Linked DNA regions of Hordeum vulgare: region 2 is linked to region 1. The links are chromatin contacts, called in public Hi-C maps. All regions are on one chromosome and are shown on one strand. The core of a region is the stretch at or near the end of the contact, and the rest is flanking DNA. Distances in the headings are between cores, read along the strand shown.

Region 1 (5,800 bases), core at 1,898-4,397:
TTGCAACTGCAGCAGCTGTAACAGGCATTTGCTTTATAAGTTGAAATGGGTATTCCCGGGCATGTGCAGATGATTCATACAGAGGTAAAGATGGATTAATGTTATCGTGGAAATTTGAGGGGTGATAAATACCCATTCCTTGGACAGGTTTAGGACGATAAGGAACAGCCTTTGTTTGGTATTCATATCCAGGATGAGGTGGCAACAAAGGACCATGATCACTTTCATCATGTGATGTGGATTCAAGCTCATTCATCCGCTTTATCATTTCACCTTTCGTTTGAAACAGAGATGTGTCATACACAATTAGGTCTTTTGGTCGTTCCCTGGATTCTTCTGAAAACAAATCAGGTGGTGGCACAACTCCATTTTCTAGTAATACAGCATGGATCTTCTCAGCTAACTGGGGGTTGTCTTTTGCAGCACTAATCATATACTCTGAGACATCTTTCACCTTCGTCCTCCTTACAGCTGGAGAGCTACCCACCTCAGAAGACGAAGGTGAACTTGACGATGACTTATTTGCTGCAATCGGCTTTTCTTTGTTCTTCACAGCCAAGGTATGGTCTGCATTTCTAGATTCCTTGATAATAGGCAAACTTTCACTTGCATGTGAGTCAGCTGATAGTTCCCCCAATGAACTTGATTGCAAAGATCCTTGGTTACGAGTCTGGCTAGTTATTACACAATACGGATCCACAATATTGGTAGGTGTGGATCCTTTTGACTCATTTTCAAAAGAACCACACACAGAACTTGAAGGTTCACTAACAGAAGATCCTAACTGAGTGTTGCCGTCATCTTTGTCACCTTGGTGGTTATCTGCAAAGGAACTTTCTTCAAATTCTCTACCCAAGTCTGCACCGTCTGAAGCAATAAGAGTACCCGGATCTGACATGAGATCGACAATGTATTCCCTGCAAAAATGTGAAAGTAGCACATGTAATACCATGACAATGTATTAATGTAATGCAACTCTCCATTTTTCTCACTGCAAAAGTGGCGTAACATAAAAATCTGTAAAGGAATCAATAAGTACCTTCCATCATTCAATTTCACAATGTTCAAGGCTCCATCGTCTGATCCAGTGTACTGCCTTCCTTTGACTAGTCGACAAGGAACATCAAGGTTGTCGGCCAACACCTAGGTTAAATTTGAGAAAATAGATCAGGAATTGCATTTGAGAAATAGATGGACCTTAACACTCTCATGTATTCTATATCCCATCAGATAAACTTTGTAATTAAGAAAAAGGAGCTGTCCACAATGAAATAAGTTACTGACCTTAAAAAGGAGCGCACGGTGACGAGCCAGGCCAATTGTGAGCCGGCCAAGAGGCATGACGGAGCTTCTAATACTAGCTCTCAGGGAACTACTCATATTCTGGTGCTTCAACAGCACGTTTTCTGGATCAACAACTGGCCCACCCATGTGGTTTGCCACTAAAATAGCTAGCCTCTGAATTAAAACACGGCCAACAGAATGTGAAGTTTGAGAGCGGAAGTCAACGGCCATGATGAGTGCCTTCTGCCCAAGGTTTACAAGTTCGGAGTCTTGTGCTCTGTTGACCAACACAGCTTCTGTTTTAGCTCCAAGAGAAAAAGGTTGCTGATGCAGCTCCATCAGAGAGGGTATGGTTCGCAGTGAGGGCTTGCCCCCGGTGGCCCAAATGTCATAGAAACCATCCAATATTTTGTCGTCGTAGCTAAGGGCACTGAAACTCTGTGAAGCACGAACAAATCTACCATATAAGGCAAGTAAGAATATTGTAAGAATTGCAAAAATGTAGGGCAATATTCACTTAACAGTCTCTACCCTCTAATTACGGAAAGGATACATGGTGGATATTCCGGGACTGTTGGTTGAGTGTTCACTAAACAAATTACTGTTAGCCCATATCTTCGAAAGTAGCAGGTTGGCTCGTTATTTCATTTGGATTTGATAATGCAATCGACTTAGAACTTCTTATATCAGTGGACTGAGCGTAGCCATCAGAATAGCATTAACATCCCCCCCCCTTTTTTTTTTGCAGTTGGATGAGAACTCTGTGTTCACGGTTTAGGCTGGGAATTAAGAAATCCTCAGTCGATTGACCCTGGTCGCCCTCGTGCTATTGCTCACAAGTCACAAGCATTATTATGGAGCAACCAGTGGAGCGAGGGAACATATATCATATATCTAGCTAAGTTGCCTAACTACAGTAGCAACAGTTCGGTCCATCCCTTCGATGACGATTGAATTGAACAGTTATCGGAAGAACAACACCATGATCGGCACGTATTTTCAGCAAACAAATGAAATGTGTGATACAATCTGGTTTCAACTAACCTACTGGGTGTGCTTGGGTAATCTAACGGACGGATTGCATGATCAGAGCACGAGTAAGATCCCATCACAGTTACAATGCGAATGTGTAGGATCGACGGAGGGAGGAGGAAGTGATTAGTTACCCAGTAACGGAAGGCGACGACCTCGGCAGCGGAGCTCTGGAGCGGGCAGGAGCCGAGGCTGATCTGCTTGGCCACCTCGATCTGCATCGCCTCGGGGTCCTCCCGCGCGCTCATCTCCAGCGCCAGCTGCATGTGGTACTCCTCCAGCTCGTCCTCCCGCTTCTCCTGCTTCTCAATCTCCCTCTTCCTGTCCTCCTTCCGCTCGTCCCTCCTCGCCGTCTCCTCCTCCTCCGCCCTCCTCTCCTCGAGCGACGAGGCCAGCGCCAGCTCCTCCGCCCCCGTCTCCACTGCCGCCCCAGCCGCCGGCAAAGGCGGCTGTGGCTGCGGCTGGTGCGGGCGCCCGGCCACGGAGCTGAGCCAGCTCGAGATTCCAGAGGACGCGTGGTGGCCCCCGGCTCCGCCGCCGCCGCCCTTTTTGGAGGACGGGAGGGGAGGCGCGGGCGACGAGGCGCCGTCGCCGGCGGAGTCGCCGATGTGGAGCTTCCTGAGGAAGTTCTTCATCGCGCACGCCCGCCGCCGACGCCGCCGCCGCCGGCGCTATCTGCTGCGGTGGTGGTGCTGGGGCGGTGGCGGATCCGACATCGCTCCGGATGCAGGCAGGCAGGCAGAGGAGACGAAGCGGCTATGGCCTCCCCCTGTAGCGGAGAGGAGGCGGTATTGACCTGCTGCTGCTGCTGCTTACGAGCGGCCCAAAGCCGCATTAACTTAACCCCAGCTTATTATTTTGCTCCGCAGCCACCGGCCGGCGGCTGCAGTGCACGCTTGCTTGCGGCCGCGCTACACTCGGCTTTCCTCTCTGTGTAGCCGACGGGGGTGTTCCTAGCGTAATTCCATTTTGAATTATGAAAAAATCGCTGGTAAATCAGCGCTTGAGCGCGATTGGTGGACACTGTGCGCAATCAATAAAGAAAGGTTTTGTTTGGGGTCACAGGGAAAGTTCTCGTGCGGTGCGGACGACGGGGGGCACGGCCGGCTGGGACAGGGCTGTGCGCGCTTCCTGTCGATGACGGGTGGGGTCGAGACGTGGTGAGAGCCCGCACGGCAGGGAGTGGGACGCGCGGTCCGCGGGCGTGACGTCGCCGTGACTGCTGCGGAAGCGGCCGAGGAAAGCGACGGGAAAAACTTGCGGGACGGGCCATGCAGGAAGGTGAGCGGGAAAGCGAAGGCACGGGTGGACCCGGCGCAGCGTGGGCGGAGGTCCCTCTGACTCGTGGGACCCGGCGCCCTGGTGACGGCAGGACCGCGGGCCCATGCCCTGGCGTCCCACTTGCCGCGGCGCTGTGCGCAGGGAGGGGCGCAACTTGGCCGGCTGCGCCTCGAAAACCCCGCGCGCCCGCCCCATGTGGGGCCTTGGATCCCGAGTGCGCCCGCCCGGGCCCGCGTGGCATTGGGAGGACAGGGGACCCACGCGCTCCACGCGATCGACAGTGGCTCAGCTTGACGCGGGTGGGGGGTGTCTGCTGGCCTGCAACTGGGTGGGGGTGGTGGCCGCGGTGGGCCGGCCCCGCAGAGCAGCCACTAGGCGGTGGGCCCCAGGCGTTTCCTTGTGGAATTTGGGTCTGTGACCTGGTTGCGTGGCTTGCGTGGCGGAATCTTCTTCTAGGTTTGCGTTGCGATTTGGGTTTCCTAGGGACGGGAATGGGTCCGCGCACGTGCTCCTTGCTGCCAAGTTGGCATTGAAGATTCTGGCTAGGTTCAAGAGTAATTTCGGGTCAGTGCTGGACATAAGAGATCCCGTATACCTGACCCCAAAGATCGGTTTGAAGGACCTTATTTTTTGCATTTTTACTGTATAACTTTTGTGCGGGGGAGATACTATTCCTCTTAGTTTCCCTCTCGTTAGGGTTTCTTTTCTCCCAAGGCGACTACATCGCCGTCGTTGAGTTTTGCCTTCCCACCCCCGATCTACCACGCCGGTGATTGTTTCGGGCTGGCTACGAAGGGATCTAGTATCCCTAGTCGGTCTTGTTCGACACCGGTGGTGGCGAGGGAAGGTTTTGGGTCAGCTTTAACAAGCCCGGTCGTTTTTTAACTCAGGCTAGGGTTCATGATGGCAACGAAGGGGAAAGAACAGATGGAGGCGTCTGTATCTACGTCCGCCGCGGCGGTTGAGCAACTCATGGCAGAATTAGGGCTTTGTGAAGGAGACCTAGATGTCGTTGTTTTGATGAAAAGGAAGCTCCACCTGACGCAGTTAGATGGATGGCAGTGTGTAGGGTTCATATCACTAAACCCTATAGTCAATACTGGTTTTTCAAGAACATGCGCTCAGCTTGGGATCTTGCACATGAGGTGAAGTTCCGCCCCTTGGAGGAGAATCTCTATACCCTGTAGTTTTTCTGCCTTGGTGATTGGGAACGGGTGATGAACGATGGACCCTGGAACTTCAGGGGTAATGCACTGATACTGGACTCGTATGATGGGATCACCAAGCCAACTATGGTTAACCTTGACTTCATCAATATCTGGATGCATATCCATGATGTGCCGGATGTGTATGCATATCTAGTACCGGCGCTTGATGTGAAGGTTGGTGAGGTCCTTTTTACTGAACCCCTGACACAGGATTTTGCAGGAAACTTCTATAGAGTTTGTGTGAGAATCAATGTGCATTAACCTCTAAAGAACATTGTGTCTATGATCCGTGACTCTAAGAGGCAGATTTACCGGGTGAGGTATGAATGCTTACCTGACTGGTGTGTTGTATGTGGCCACCTTGGTCATGTCTATAAGGAGCACGGCGATGGGGTGCATCCGTCGTCTGCTCTATACTTCAAGGATCTTCATGCTAGCTCGCAGATGAGGGTCGGGACAGGCCCAGGAGGAGGTGGTGGACGTGGCAGAAGGGGTGGCCCTCGCGGCAGCGGCATGGCTGTCCAGACACCGGTGCCTACGGGCACTGAGGCTGAGGATTCAGACCCTGATGTGGTGATGGTAGAGGCCGATGACAACAGGAAAAGGTTGTCAGATCAACGAACCCTTTTGGGTGGTCTAGCTCTGCCTATGGCCCAGAAGGCTTTACTCGCACTCCCTCCCAGTGCAATAGCCCCAGCGAGTCCATCCTCTAAGCAAGATCAGAAGAGGCTGTGAACCAATACGGAAAAATCAGAGAGAAGAAGGGAACTGCTTCCGACAAACCCAATGATGCAAAATCGGCGACCCCCCGAGGGGAGGATCGCCGGGCACAATGAATCTCCTATGTTGGAATTGTCGCGGTGCGGGCAAAGCAGCGACAATTCGAGAGCTTTGTTATTTAGGAAGCAATTTGCCCCGACAGTGCTATGCATAGTGGAAACACAAATCTCAAAAGCACGTGTCGAAAGTCTGGCTGGTACTTTAGGTTTTAAGCA
Region 2 (5,800 bases), core at 2,123-4,622, 160 kb after region 1:
TGCGCTAGTCGGATCCTGAATCACTCTGAGTTCGCAGAGGTATACCGACTTCAGTGGCAGTAGTTCTGTTTAAGGCTTGAAATTACTCGACATAAACACATTGCTTAGTGATTGCATATTTTCTGTTGTAGATCAATGGCACCACGTGCTCAAAACTTTGCGTTGAAATCAATTATGAAAAAAGGATAAACTGAATGGAACAAACTTTACCACCTAGTATGGAAATTTGAGAATTATTTTCAAACACAATAAAAAGAAACATGTTCTAGAGGATTCACTTCCAAAGGCACCTGCCCGTAATGCTAATGCCACAACCAAGAATGCCCACGAGAAACTCATTAATGAACCAAACGAAATCAGCTACCTCATGTTGGCTTGTATGGAGCCCGATTTGTACCGAACCAGTGTAGATGCTCTCAGCGAATACATTTATTATCGGTGGATGTGCCCATAGATTTTGATGCCTCGTTGCTTGGCATGTCAAGTTTTGAAACTCGTTCGGTACTACACGGAAACCACGCGAACACATTCTATTCAAACACAATGCACCCACCACACTCCTAGTTCCTTAAGCTCCACTCACGAGATATGGGATGGTTCCAATTTATTTTACCAAACTAGGAGAACGTCGTGCGTTGCAACGGAATATAAATATTATATTATGTTAGTTTATGATTTACATCCATATTAATGCGGTTTGCGTGAATAAATGTTTTATCAAATCTTGTTCGTGATTTACCTTATATTCTGATAAGAAGTTTGATAAATTAGTTAAAATAGAACAGGTTCTGAAGATAAGTAAATTAAGGTTATTGGTTAACATACATGAAAGATTGGACGAAGGGGTGGCGGGAAGAAGAGTGAAACGGGAATCTTACGTTATCTTTAGTAGTAGAGATAGAGATGACAAAAATGATATATATTTGTAGGTACGTGACAACTTTTAAAAAAACAAAGGTGCCTGGCAATTTTTAGCTTTCTTTTTTATGAAAAAACAAATGATTGAATGATTAGAAGGATGGTATTCCAACCCATCAGGATTCAAGTCCTAGACTGCACAGTAGCGCTCACATTTCACCGGATTTATTTCAGGCCGTCCAACAATGTGCATTTAGTAGGAAAAGTCACACCCTCGACTACGTAGGTGTCTGTGATGACTTCATCAATCTCAAGATGATGTGCTCGCTCATGCTTATAGGTGTAGGATGTGTGTACACATTCATAGGGATGAGTCTATGTGCGTATGCACTGTGTTCAAAAAAGAGTTTTAATTTTTTTTTTTGAACTTGACAAATAAAAAATTTAAACTTTTTAATGTTCACACATCATGTTGTTTTGTACATATGAATTTTATTAGAAATGTTTTCCCCTGGTCCGATGGCAAATATGTAACATTTTTTCTTCCAAACACGGCAATTTGTGGGTATTTTTGTAATGCTCGAGTGGCAAGCTTTGGGAATATGTACCACTTGTTCATGGCAACTCTATTATTAAGAGCATGACATTTTATTACTTTTAGTAACATGGCAATCTTATTATAAAAATATGGCAATATTATTTTAGGAGCATGTAATTTTAATTTTAATGTCATAGAAATTATTTATTTATTTATCATGGCAATTTGTTGCGCGTAATTTTTATGTTTTTGAAAAGGATAAAGCATGGAAAATTATGTATTTTTACACTCAATTTCATGAAGTGTATTTTTAACATCATAACAAATTATGAACTTGTTGTAGTCCAACTTTTGTATAGATTGTTTTGTTTTATAAATGGGAAACCTTTTTTAAAAGGGTATCTTTTTTTTGTTGATGGCATTTTTTTATAGTTGGGCCTCTTGACCAACCGCACGCGCGGTGGTGGGAGGTTGCGCTAGAGCGAAAGTTTGATTGGGGTGTTCTGTTTGCTAGTTCGATCCTTTCAGAACGAATGAATTGTTCGTTGGGGGAACCTTCCAGACGACAATCGCCACATATCAGTGTCCTTCTTTTATGGGGCATACAAAGAGGTTGAAAATTAATGTTGTACTAACTAATTATAGCAAGATTACCTCAAGTCACTAAAATATATCTTTCCAAAATAGTGGGTGTACGTATGTACATGATGTCCTTCTCTAACTCCGCCCTGCCTAGGGTCCAGCTCCTTCAAGGTCGATATGTTCGGAATAGAATCTTTTTTCCTATGTAGAGCATTCATGAAATTGGAAGACTAACATGCAACAACGCAAATAAACATATGCAATAGGAACAAAACATATGCGGCATACAAAATTGCCCTGTTGGTCTCAGCACATTAGCTAGCCGATGACAAAGTAGACGAATGGGGAGTAGAGGGTCTGAGTTGTATCTGAGGCTGATGGGGGAGGGTCAAGGGGTTTTTATACAGGTTTTGAAATCAAGAGGATAGTTTGAACTTAGCCGATTTGAAAACTAAGATAATAATCTAAATGTACGAGTTATATCAACAGGAGAATATAATTGTGCATATTAAACCTTTTTTTAGAATGGTTAAATAATTCTATATGCATCAGGATGGGATGAGCTTGTCCCACTTAATTGTAAATGCTCTCTCTGTAAACTACTATAAGATGTTTTAGATCACTATCAAAAATACGCTATTTGTAAACTAATATAAGATGTTTTAGATCACTACACCTTGCTTTCGTGCTTAGAGACGTGGCTAAGAATATACATGCCTTAGTTTTTTTTCTGATGAGTACATGTATTCAGTTGTAAAGTGGGTTTAGAGCATCTCCAACAGCCGTGCAAAAGTTTCGTGTCCAATAATTTTTTTAGTGCGCCGCTGTAGCATTTTTATTATGCGGGGACTAACATTAATTTAGCAGATGTCCAAAAACGCGTGTCCAAAAACACGCAGTGTAAATTGTGAAACGCGCGTAAGCCGGTGCCTCAAATATAGTGCGCTCGATAACGTTTTTAGCGCGTGTTTAAAAAATTTCATCGCGCGCAATTTTACCGCCTCTGTTATAGCTGTCCGTTGCCAAAAATATAAATAATTTAACACGTGGACCATTTTTTAACAGCTGTTAAAGATGCTCTTAAAGAAGTTAGTTTTTTTCAATTGAAGAAGTTAGTAGTTCTTCTCTAAGCATGGGCTCCCAACGGCCGACGTACACATTTCACTGTCGTAGCCCAGCAAGTTGTTTTTTATTCGATCACCTAGCATGACCTAACAACCAGTATCATACCTGAGCGGTGCCAGCTTCCGTCATTCTCAAAATTTTCTAGGCCCGGAACTAAAATACAGTATATAGAAACTCTAAACAAACACGTCACGGGGTGCGTATCGTCCCACCTACAGGAATGAATAAGTGGACTCGAATCAAGCACGGAATAAATACAAACCACAAGATTCAGCCGGGGAATATATTATTCTCGTCGGGCATGCAATAACACCATTAATATACTCCCCGGACCGATCCTTCTAGGCGGGGACAGAAAGGTTCGCCGGTCAATGAATGGACGCGGCCAACTGCCAGCATTTTCTTCGTTCATGACAATATTATCGCCCATCAGCATCAGTTATCCGGAGTGCAATTTGAGTTTAGCCGGAGGCATGCACGGTGCAATGTGAAAGAAATGAGATACTTTCCGAAAATCCATTCCCGAGTCCGGGTTCATCTGCACCCGTACTGAATACAAAAATCAAAACGTATGCTAAATAAATTCAATAAATTTTATTTTTTTAGGTGGTAGACAATTTGATGCGTGAGGTAAGTTTTAATTTTTAAATCATTTAAACATCTGAGTAGCTTTTAAAAAGAAAAACAAATTTGGGATATCTCAAAATTACTGTTCATGCATTATTTTGATCTGATTTATCTTTTCTGCTGAGAGCTGCTCAGATGTTCAAATGATATAAAAATTAAAACGGACCCCATGCATTAAATTATCTATCATCTAAATTTTTTTGTTGATTTTTTCTAGTATTTCTGTTGATTAATTTTTTAATCAGATGCGGATGAGTCTAGACACCAAAACGCTGCTCGATACTTCCTCCTTTCTTGTAATATAAAAAACGTTTTTAAGACTGATAAGCTTTGCAAGAAGGCACAAAATCGCCGTCTCTGTTGTCGAGTCCATTCGGGCAAAGCGAGTGACCAAAGTGGGCAAAGCTGTGCATGTTGGTCTACTTGTCTACACGTACTCATCCGTGAGCTGGAAAAGCGCGGAGGCGAATCGCTGCGTCACTTTGCAGATTCACAACGATATAGTAGGAGTGTATCTTGTGCGGCCAATAATACAGGGATGTCAAAAATTTCTGCCTTTTCTCTGGTGCGTCTCTGGTTGTCACTAATTTGCACAGAATTCGGTCATCCCAGTCGGAGGACATTGCTTTGCCAGGTGCGTCTCGTTCCGATCGGAGCCTGGGCTGCAGCGCTGGACGTCTTATCGGATGACTGGATGAGTACAAGAACCTTTGGCAGATTTCAGTTCTGGTAGGGTCGAGACCCTAGCACTTGCAGGCTTGTCGCCCGTGCTCCCCCTTTTCTTTGGTGAGACGGTTCACATTTGACAAGATGCACAAGGGAAGCCCTGGTCCGCTTTAGCACAAGACTGTAGTTTTAAATTGTCATAACTCATTTTATTATGTAATAAATCATTGATGGCGCGCGTTGCCGCGTCCGTTAATTTTTTATGTAATGATAGGAAATAATATAAATATAAGATGGCAAGAGTAAGATCTAGTATGCTCTGGAATTAGATCTACATAAGATCATTCCCATAGGGTCTCCTGATTGACCCTTGAAATATAGCTCCCAACGACGTGAATGTTGTGAACCGAAGCCAACATTAGCATAGTCGCTTATGGTAGCAAATTACTTCGTACTATCACATACTACCTCGTTGCTCAAAGGAAACAAATATTTTATCGGAAGAAAAATAACAATATGCATTGATGTCTTATACCAAATTATAAAGTTACATGTGGTTTTGGGAGCCAATATTAGAAAGAATGGTTGAAAGATGACTAAACCCACACTAGGTTCTAAAATAATGCGTCCAGGTGGTAGACTACAGTGATGAGCATAAGGGCTATCGTTGTTGGGATCCTATCGGTCGTCGGATGCGTATCTCTCGGGATGTGACTTTTGACGAGTCTCGTCCCTTCTACCCACGCTCATCTTCCTCGACCTTTTTAGTGGAGGACATCTCTTTCCTCACTTTTCCTGATACACCTCTCACCCCCGTCATGCCTTTGCCTATTCGTTCCGCTCCCTCTGCTTCTCCACCTCTTGTCGATTTTCTACCACCATCTCCCACGGTTTCCTCTCCTGGCATGTCACCGGATTCTGCACCTTCATCTCCAGTGACTTCTACGTCTTCACCCCCCGATTCTACCTTGGTGATCCCCCCTTGCATTGTTCCATCTTTTCCTTAGTGGTACACTCGTCGTTCACATCATGTGGATGTTGATACCTCTCAAACGTATCTATAATTTTTGATGGTTTCATGTTGTTATCTTGTCAACTTTGGATGTTTTATGTACCTTTTATATCTTTTTTGGGACTAACTTGTTAATTCAGTGCCAAGTGCTAGTTCCAAATTTTTCTGTGTTTTTGACTCTTTTCAGATCTGATTTTGGAACGGAGTCCAAACGGAATAAATTTGGGGGGCGGTTACCAGGCTTGTGGCCTCCCTGGCGCCCCCTGCCCTAGCTCTTTCACCTATATATTCCCTAAAATCCAGAAAAAAATCAGGGCATCCACGAAAACACTTTTCCGCCGCCGCAAGCTTCCGTTTCCGCGAGATCTCATCTGGAGACCCTTCCCGGTTCC

The links. Hi-C and Micro-C count contacts between places; a contact is called where the count stands out from the background.
Region 2: a Hi-C map of leaf shows a contact between it and region 1, with 3 times the contacts expected there. The contact joins the enhancer-like site here to the promoter of LOC123406926 in region 1. A contact is called at or near these places in 2 of 6 Hi-C or Micro-C datasets (leaf and seedling) and 1 of 1 datasets of contacts at active chromatin or transcription factors (embryo).

What each region holds. Positions count from the first base shown.
Region 1 is chr7H:95,219,068-95,224,867 of MorexV3_pseudomolecules_assembly, forward strand. It overlaps LOC123406926 (probable serine/threonine-protein kinase SIS8), which reads right to left and starts at 3,148. Exons shown (of 13, transcript XM_045099942.1): 1 at 2,451-3,148; 2 at 1,285-1,722; 3 at 1,040-1,143; 4 at 1-917. The coding sequence starts at 2,951.
Region 2 is chr7H:95,381,164-95,386,963 of MorexV3_pseudomolecules_assembly, forward strand. No RefSeq gene overlaps it. Among protein-coding and RNA genes, the nearest start is that of LOC123406926, 160 kb to the left of the region's middle. Within about 2 kb of position 3,373, at least 3 of the 3 cell types and tissues checked have open chromatin away from gene starts, as enhancers often do. A contact at or near this core is called in leaf and seedling, where this site is marked.